Linked DNA regions of Mus musculus: region 1 is linked to region 2. The links are chromatin contacts, called in public HiChIP or PLAC-seq maps. All regions are on one chromosome and are shown on one strand. The core of a region is the stretch at or near the end of the contact, and the rest is flanking DNA. Distances in the headings are between cores, read along the strand shown. Region 1 overlaps Rsu1 (Ras suppressor protein 1). Region 2 holds the start of Itga8 (integrin alpha 8).

Region 1 (3,952 bases), core at 1,106-3,605, 920 kb before region 2:
TTATAGAATTATGAAATACATATAAAACATATGTATACATGTTGGTATACTGCATATACACATATATACATACATATACATATATATTAGTGTATTATAAGGATGTTCATGCACAGTTCATATTTGGATAGCGTGAAATTAGGAATATAACCTGATACATGTTAATCAGGAGACAGCATTAGTGATTATCATCATACTTCACTAATTTGTTCATTTATTTCTTTACTATGTAAGTGCTTATTCTATGTCAGTATTGCTGATAGGGGGTCAGAAATGAGTGTCATGGTGTGAATCTTAGGATTGGGGCAGGGTACAGTGTCATTGAGCACAGTATGGTCACAGCTGTGATGCGACTGATGAAGCTGTGGCGGAAGCAGAGACAGGGAAAACATTTGCCAATAGACGAGGTTCTTGAGAGGCTCTTCAAAGGCCGAGTGCTATAATCCGAGCAATGCACAGCCATCTCAGGCTGAGAGAGTGACACATTTCAAAGCTCAGAGCACATCCTGGGCTGTCGTAGCAGTTCACTGGTAGGATTCAATGTAAAGGTGGCCAGGTGAGATGCAAGGGCTAGCCCAGACCCTTGGGAATGGCTTCTGCACACCTAGTGGGTGTTTGTTGAATTCCAGATTGCTACCAGGAGTCATTTTAGGTAATGGTCATCCTGCTGTCATAGAGCTCACACTACAGTGGGGACACCAGTGGCAAACAAATAGGTGTCAGAGGTGGCAGGGAGTCAGCAGTGCTGCCCCAGTTTACATAGTGGAGCTCTGGTTGCAGATCTTTTCTGCAGGAATTTGTCCTACAGGGTAGTGGGTGTGAAATAAGAGCAGTTTTGTCTGAAAGCTCAGTGCAAAGAGGGTTCATGGGAGGTTGAGGTAAAGGGCAAGAAGACTGTGGGAATGCCACCTTTGTCCAAGGTGATCTGGATCAGTCGTAGTGGGGAAGAAAAAGGATTTAATTTGAAAATGATATAGAAGGAAAATTGCCAAGACAGTTACAGATGGGAAGGGATCCTACCTAGATTCCTGTGTTGGTCGGCTATCATAGGATTAGAGCTGGAGACAGGTTTGGGAAGAACATAAGCTCAGGCCTGGTTTAGTTGACCTTGGGCTATCTTAGGACATAGGGTAAACTTGACCATGCACCTTAGTTACGTCCTTGCCCTTCTGGAATTGCCTGTATTTTCAGCTCTAAGTTTATTGACTATGTAAAACACCTTTCAGCGTTTGATTCCATAGCTCCATAGAAGTTGCCATTCCCACAAAATTTTCGTTTTCTTGGGAAAGGAATTAAGCTGAATTTTAATAAAGGAATCTCTGCTCTTAGATCTCATGGAGGTTTATATGTGCACATTAAGGCAGGGTGAAGAGGACTGCTTAGTGTTAGCGGGCCAAATGAAAGTGTGCACTTAAGAGACCACAAGCACCATGGGTAGGTCCTGGTCCAAAGGCTACACTCACCAATCATTGAATTATGCAGTACTTGCCATTTTTTATGATGATTGCAAGACATGAATGAGCTTCAGGCCAGCTGTAGTAAGCAGAAAATTTGAGATGTCCTTAATTTTTGAAGCACAGTGTAGTGTGTATTTTACAAGAAATGAAAAGCCATAGAGTTGTCAGGGCTATAGTTTTGGGGCTAACTTCACTGTAGAGGACATACCCAGCTGCCGCGGACTGTCAGCCTAGTTTGTTGCTAGAATTCATCCTGTAAGCATTTGGCCGTTAGGGAAGCAGATGTGTGTCACTGACTGGGCTCATGGGGAAGCTTTCTCTCTTGTAGTGAGTAGTCTAAGAAGTTGGTAGGCCCTGAGGAAAGCCGGCCTGGGACTCCCTGTCCTGAGACTTGCAAATCCACTTTTCTCTTGGCTTCCCTCTGCGCAGTCATTTCTCAGGAGGCCGGATTGGTCGAGGTGGGCAGCAGCATTGCGTCTGTTATTAGAATGATCAATGGTTGGATTGATTTTCAGTGTCAAGTCTCTCCTCCCTTCCAGTGTCTGTCAGCTTACACTGAAGTTGTTTATACAGTGTTTAAACTGACTTTTAGGTATTCTCAGAGGCAGCCTCCAAAAGAGACATAAAGGTCTAGAAGGGTAAAAGATAATATCGAAAAATTCTCTTAGATTTTTATATATGTATATACATGTATGTATGTATGTAATTTGATTCTCTGATGTCATGATAAGATGCTAGCAAAAAACAACTTTGGGGAAAAAAGGATTTGGCCCACAAGTTATAGTTGATCATCAGAGGAAGCCAAAGCAAGATGTCAAGGCAGGAACTGAAGCAGAAAGAACGGGGAAAACCTGCCTACTTGCTCACTTCCTCTGATATATTTGGTTCCCACCAGTGTCTGAACCTTCTTATACCACTGAGCAATAGGAAAGCCCTGCCCCCAGACATGCTTATAGGTCAGTCTGATAGAAGCCATTCTTCACTTGGGATTCCCTTTTCCCAGGCGTTTTTAGTTGGCAACTAACATTAGCCATCCCACATACATGCTCACACATGCACACATATAAATGTGCATATCATAACTTTTATGATAGTGTGTCAGTCCTGGGTGTTACTTTCACAGTGTTACACTTTCAGCCTCCAGAAGTTTATTGCCTCCCAAACCTGAAACAACTCATTTGCCTCTCCCTGCCCCAGGCCCTGGCAATCAGCATTCTAACTAGAGATCATTCTGATCATTAGTACATGGGTATTGAACAGGAAGTTGATTCCCCTCCCATTACAATGAACGGATGAAATAAAGCAAATATCCCAAATGCATGTTTTGAATCAGTTTCTCTTTAGACAGACAGGTATTTCAAGTATGGAGCGGGCTATTTGAGTTTTTCTGTAGGAAGAAGTAATAACTAAAAATTTCCATACATTTCATGAGCACAGGTTGTCAGAGTAGAACTATTAAACTATTAGTACTATATGATTGCAGAGTAAAGTGATGTTTGCTAGAGGCAGGTGGTGGAGATCAGGGAGTTAAGAAATTGTTAAAGGCCCAAGAATTTCAGTTATTCAGGAGTAAGTTCAAAAGATTATTATATACCACAGTGACTAGCATTAACAATATTCACTGTATTTGAAAATCACTCAGAGCAAACTTTATATGCCTCAGTACAGCGGAACGCCAGGGCCAAGAAGTGGGAGTGGGTGGGTAGGTATGGGGGACTTTTGGGATAGCATTGGAAATGTAAATGAAGAAAATACCTAATAAAAAATTTTTAAAAAATCACTCAGAGAGTAGATTTGTGTGTATTTGCATTTCTAGTGTATTTTCAGCAGCACACACACACACACACACACACACACACACACACACACGGGTGGCAATTTCTTCTTGTTTGTTAAATTATATGAACACAATGAAAAATCAAGTACCATTCAGTGAACGCAGAACCATAATGTGCTTTTGGACTCTGATCCTGCTGAACTGGGCTTACACTGTCAGGTTCCCGTGTTCTGCGTACGTATGTGCTTTTTAAAAGGTGGCTTGTCCCTTGTGTCTCCCCACACTGCAGCATGAATAGGTTGAACACGCTGCCTCGAGGATTCGGCTCCCTCCCGGCTCTGGAGGTCCTGGACTTAACTTACAACAACCTGAATGAACATTCTCTTCCGGGAAACTTCTTCTACCTCAGTGAGAAACTTTTAATTCTGTAAATCTCTTTAACATGGTACTTTGGTCCTAATAGTAAAAATTTATTTGCCAGTGCTGAAACTCGTAAGAGAAATTATTGGGCATATATATTTTTTCACTACAGAGTCCTTTTGAATATTCCTTCACCGCTCAGCAGTATTTATATTTGATGTATAGCTGGCTGACACCATTGGGCAGGAGTGGGCTTAGCAATGTGACATTAACTTTCCAGGAGAGATGTTAGTACCTTATCTCACATTTAGCTGAGAATCTTGACTTCTGCTTAAAGAGTGTGAACAAAAAATAAAAT
Region 2 (3,523 bases), core at 366-2,865:
GAGATTTTTGTCTAGTCTACTCAAATTGTATCAACCTTCTGATGGGTCCCCCAGTTGTAGGAAGTGGTACTAATTATTCTTAGATGAGTAAGTTGGCATCTTATTCATCCACTCACTTCACTTATTTTCTCCTAAGTAGGTAACTTAAGACTCAGCTTAGATCCTTTCTGCTGTGCATCCTCCCCCAATCTCAGCCTTTTCCTTAACTTTCATGGCCCTTTTCTCCTTTTGTCTTGTCAACCAGGTTGGGATTCCCTTGTCCATCCCTGCTTTCTTTTTATTCAGATGACTTGCCACTGGACATTTGAATCTCTGGTGCCTATCATATTTCTGCTTTGGCTACTTTTGCCTGGATCCCTGGTCTCAGGATCCATCCAGCCCTATTTCAGACCACTCCTTGGATACTCCTTTTCACTACGATCTTGTACATGGTCATCTAATGCTAGGAGATTAGTGCCTTCAGTGTTTCCCTCATCTGCTTCCGGGAGGTCCAAATCTAAGTCTCCTATTCAAATTCTTGTCTACATCTAAATTTGTTTCCAACTTTCCTGAAATTACCCAGAAACAGCTTGCCCCTTCTCTGTCTCTCTCTCTGTCTCTCTGTCTCTGTCTCTGTCTCTGTCTCTCTCTCACACACACACACACGTGTGTGTGTGTATATATATATATATATATATATATATATATATATATATATATATTTAACACAGCCTTCTCAGGCTAGTCTTGAACTTGTTAGGTTAGCCCAGGCTGTCCAACAAAAGATCCTCTTATTACAGCCCCTGCCCCCAAACAAAACAGTGTTGGGATTTCAGGTATGTGTCACCATGTCCCACACTTCTTTGCCTACACTTAAATTCTGTGTGACCTCAGAGTCATGTTGTTTTTTTTATCACCAATCTATGTCCTGAAAAGTTTGTATTTATAAAAAACCATTTATACACACAGTTCTAGTCTGCTCCCTTCACCTTCGGGCTCCTCGAAAGATCAACAACTAGTACTGGTGAGGAAGAGATCCTGTTGTCTCAAACTTTCACTCCCAAGCCCTGCTTTTGAAAACTGTTAACTGCAGCATTTCTGACTTTGCAGTCCTTCATCACAACCTCATAGGATAGAGGTTTATACCAAATCATACAATGTGCCAGAGATGCCCTTGAGAAAGACTGAGAAAACCTACAGGATTTTTGTATTAGTATGTCAGCGGAATAGGAGAGGAAGAGGGTTCTTACATTCCATTATCAAATCCCATTTACTGAGGAAGAAACTGATTTACCCTCAAAGGTAGAGGTGACAGCCATATAACCACTCTTTTCTGGAGTTGGTATACTCTTTTGTATGCTTGTATCCGAGCTGCGCAATATTGGGAAATCATTAAATTCTCGCCGCATATGGAACACCGCTTCTCCAAAACAATGACTTGAGGTGACATCCATAAAATTTAGATGGTCCTTAAACTAGAGACTCGAAATCTAGCGGGCTCAACAGGCACTTGCCCGGTCCTAGACCGCAAGCTCCGTCCTGCAGCCTGAGAACTAGCCGCTAGAGGGCGCGAAGAGCGCGCCGGCCCCAGCCAGGGGCTGGAGAGGGTCGAGCGCGGGATCCGCTGCTGCAAGCCCAGAGCAGCGGGGTCGGCGGGCCGCACAGGGCGAGAGGACTGTCACTGTGGACGCTCCTAGCTCACCGACCCGGGACACCGGCCTCTGGGGAGCGTCAGGCCTTCTCCTCTGGGCTCCACGGCTCCCGATCCCGGGTGAACAGCGTTCGGGAAGGAGGGCGATGTCTGCGGGAACCCACTGTGGTCCCCCGGGGAACCGGGCACCTCCGTTCGCGCGTCTCTGTTGCGTCTCGGCCGCGCTGGGGATGCTGTGGTCCCCTGCGTGTCTGGCGTTCAACTTGGATGTGGACAAGCTCACTGTGTACAGTGGCCCCGAGGGCAGCTACTTCGGCTACTCACTGGACTTCTACATACCTGATGCGCGCACGTAAGTTGCTGGGTTGGGTTGGTGGCTTGGTGGCGCGCGATTCCAGGTCCTGTCTCTGTCTCTCAGAGGTCTCCGCAGCCAGGAGGAAAGGATGTCTGATATTTCAGGCAACTGCCCACTCCGGGTCGGATTCTGCTCTTTGCCTGCTACCAACATCTTTCCTCCTGACTTATGCTAAATAGATGTGCCCATGAATCTGGGATTGGAGATGCTCCACTGGTATATAAGTTCGGATTCAAAGACAAGAGCATTATACAAAGGAGAGAGTGGGGCGGGACAGACTCAGGTCAGTTTTAAAATAAGGACCGCGCAGTCTGTTCCTACGGAATCTCATAGCGCCTTAGGTTGCAGACAGTTGGGATCTGCCTTCCCCATCACAGTCTCCACCTACCTCCACCTAGACAGGCAGAACCATTAGCAGCCTCTTCCAAAACCAGGTTTCTGGTGCTCATAGGCTTCCAAAGAGGAAATCAAGTTTGGCAGTCTTTCCACAATAAACCTGTTTGTGCCTGCCGCTGCTGCCGCAGTCCGGTGGGCATGCTTCTACAGACTGGGCACACGGGTAAATGTTCCCAGAGGAGTGACTTTCTCCAATCTCTTTGCAGAGCCAGTGTCTTAGTGGGGGCACCCAAAGCCAACACTAGCCAGCCGGATATCGTAGAAGGGGGAGCTGTCTACTACTGTCCCTGGCCCTCAGAGAGGTCTGCACAGTGCAAGCAGATACCGTTTGACACCACCAGTAAGTGATGCTAACCTGTAGTGTGGCCCCTGGTTGAAAAGAACCAGAGCCATTCCTCGCGGCAATTTAGTGTTCTTTCCCCCCCTCCTAATGTAAATCTGAGTGTTTGGATGCATCTGGTAACATCCGTTTCCCTACTGTTCAGAGGTGAACACTAGGGGAGGAGGTGCTTGGGACCAGTAGAAACCCACAGCTGTGAGGGGAGGGGAGCACAGGCTTAATACTTGGTTGGCAGAGGCAGGCTGGTGTCTGTGAGTTCGAGGCCGGCCAGAGTTACAAAATAACCTACACTATAGAGAATCGGGTTGGTCCTCAAATATAGAGGTGGAGACTGATAAAGGACTCGCTTGGAGTATTTGTAATTCTCTAGTTCCCAAGTCCGGAGGTGAGACTTGCCCTGTAGTAGATCCAGACTGCAACCTGGGGTGCTTGACATTCTAATTCTTTACAGAAAGAATTTTCTTTCAAAATACTGGACATTAGATGCAAAATACTACAGGCAGAGTGTGGATGGATTATATTCATTTCCAAAAATCCCCCAGACAGATGTTTCTTATTTAATTAAAGGGAAAATACCATTTCATCTGCTGTTTTTAACTTGGATCCTAAGAAAATAATTTAAAAGGGGTGTTTTGAAAACACCATCACTCGGTGTTTTAGCTTGTAGCACCCAAATGTTAGCATTCAAATAACATATATTATTAGAGAATACCCTCTTTTTTTTCAAAGATGCAAATATGTCAGGTCAAATGACGGCGTGATGGGCAATAAATTAAGATTCCTTGTACACGTCATACTTTAG

What was found. HiChIP or PLAC-seq counts read pairs in DNA pulled down with a chosen protein or histone mark.
Region 1: a contact with region 2 is called in an H3K27ac HiChIP or PLAC-seq map of microglia, with 5 times the contacts expected there. The contact joins the enhancer-like site here to the promoter of Itga8 in region 2. A contact is called at or near these places in 2 of 115 datasets of contacts at active chromatin or transcription factors (forebrain and microglia) and 1 of 9 other capture datasets (liver).

Annotation. Positions count from the first base shown.
Region 1 is chr2:13,218,699-13,222,650 of GRCm38.p6, reverse strand. Rsu1 (Ras suppressor protein 1) reads left to right here. Exons shown (of 9, transcript NM_009105.4): 5 at 3,524-3,642. Among named protein-coding and RNA genes, the nearest start is that of Rsu1, 51 kb to the left of the region's middle. Within about 2 kb of position 2,355, at least 13 of the 459 cell types and tissues checked have an H3K27ac peak or open chromatin away from gene starts, as enhancers often do. A contact at or near this core is called in microglia, where this site is marked.
Region 2 is chr2:12,300,036-12,303,558 of GRCm38.p6, reverse strand. Itga8 (integrin alpha 8) reads left to right here and starts at 1,615. Exons shown (of 30, transcript NM_001001309.3): 1 at 1,615-1,982; 2 at 2,588-2,721. The coding sequence starts at 1,777. E030013I19Rik (RIKEN cDNA E030013I19 gene) reads right to left here and starts at 2,313. Exons shown (of 2, transcript NR_040353.1): 1 at 1,970-2,313.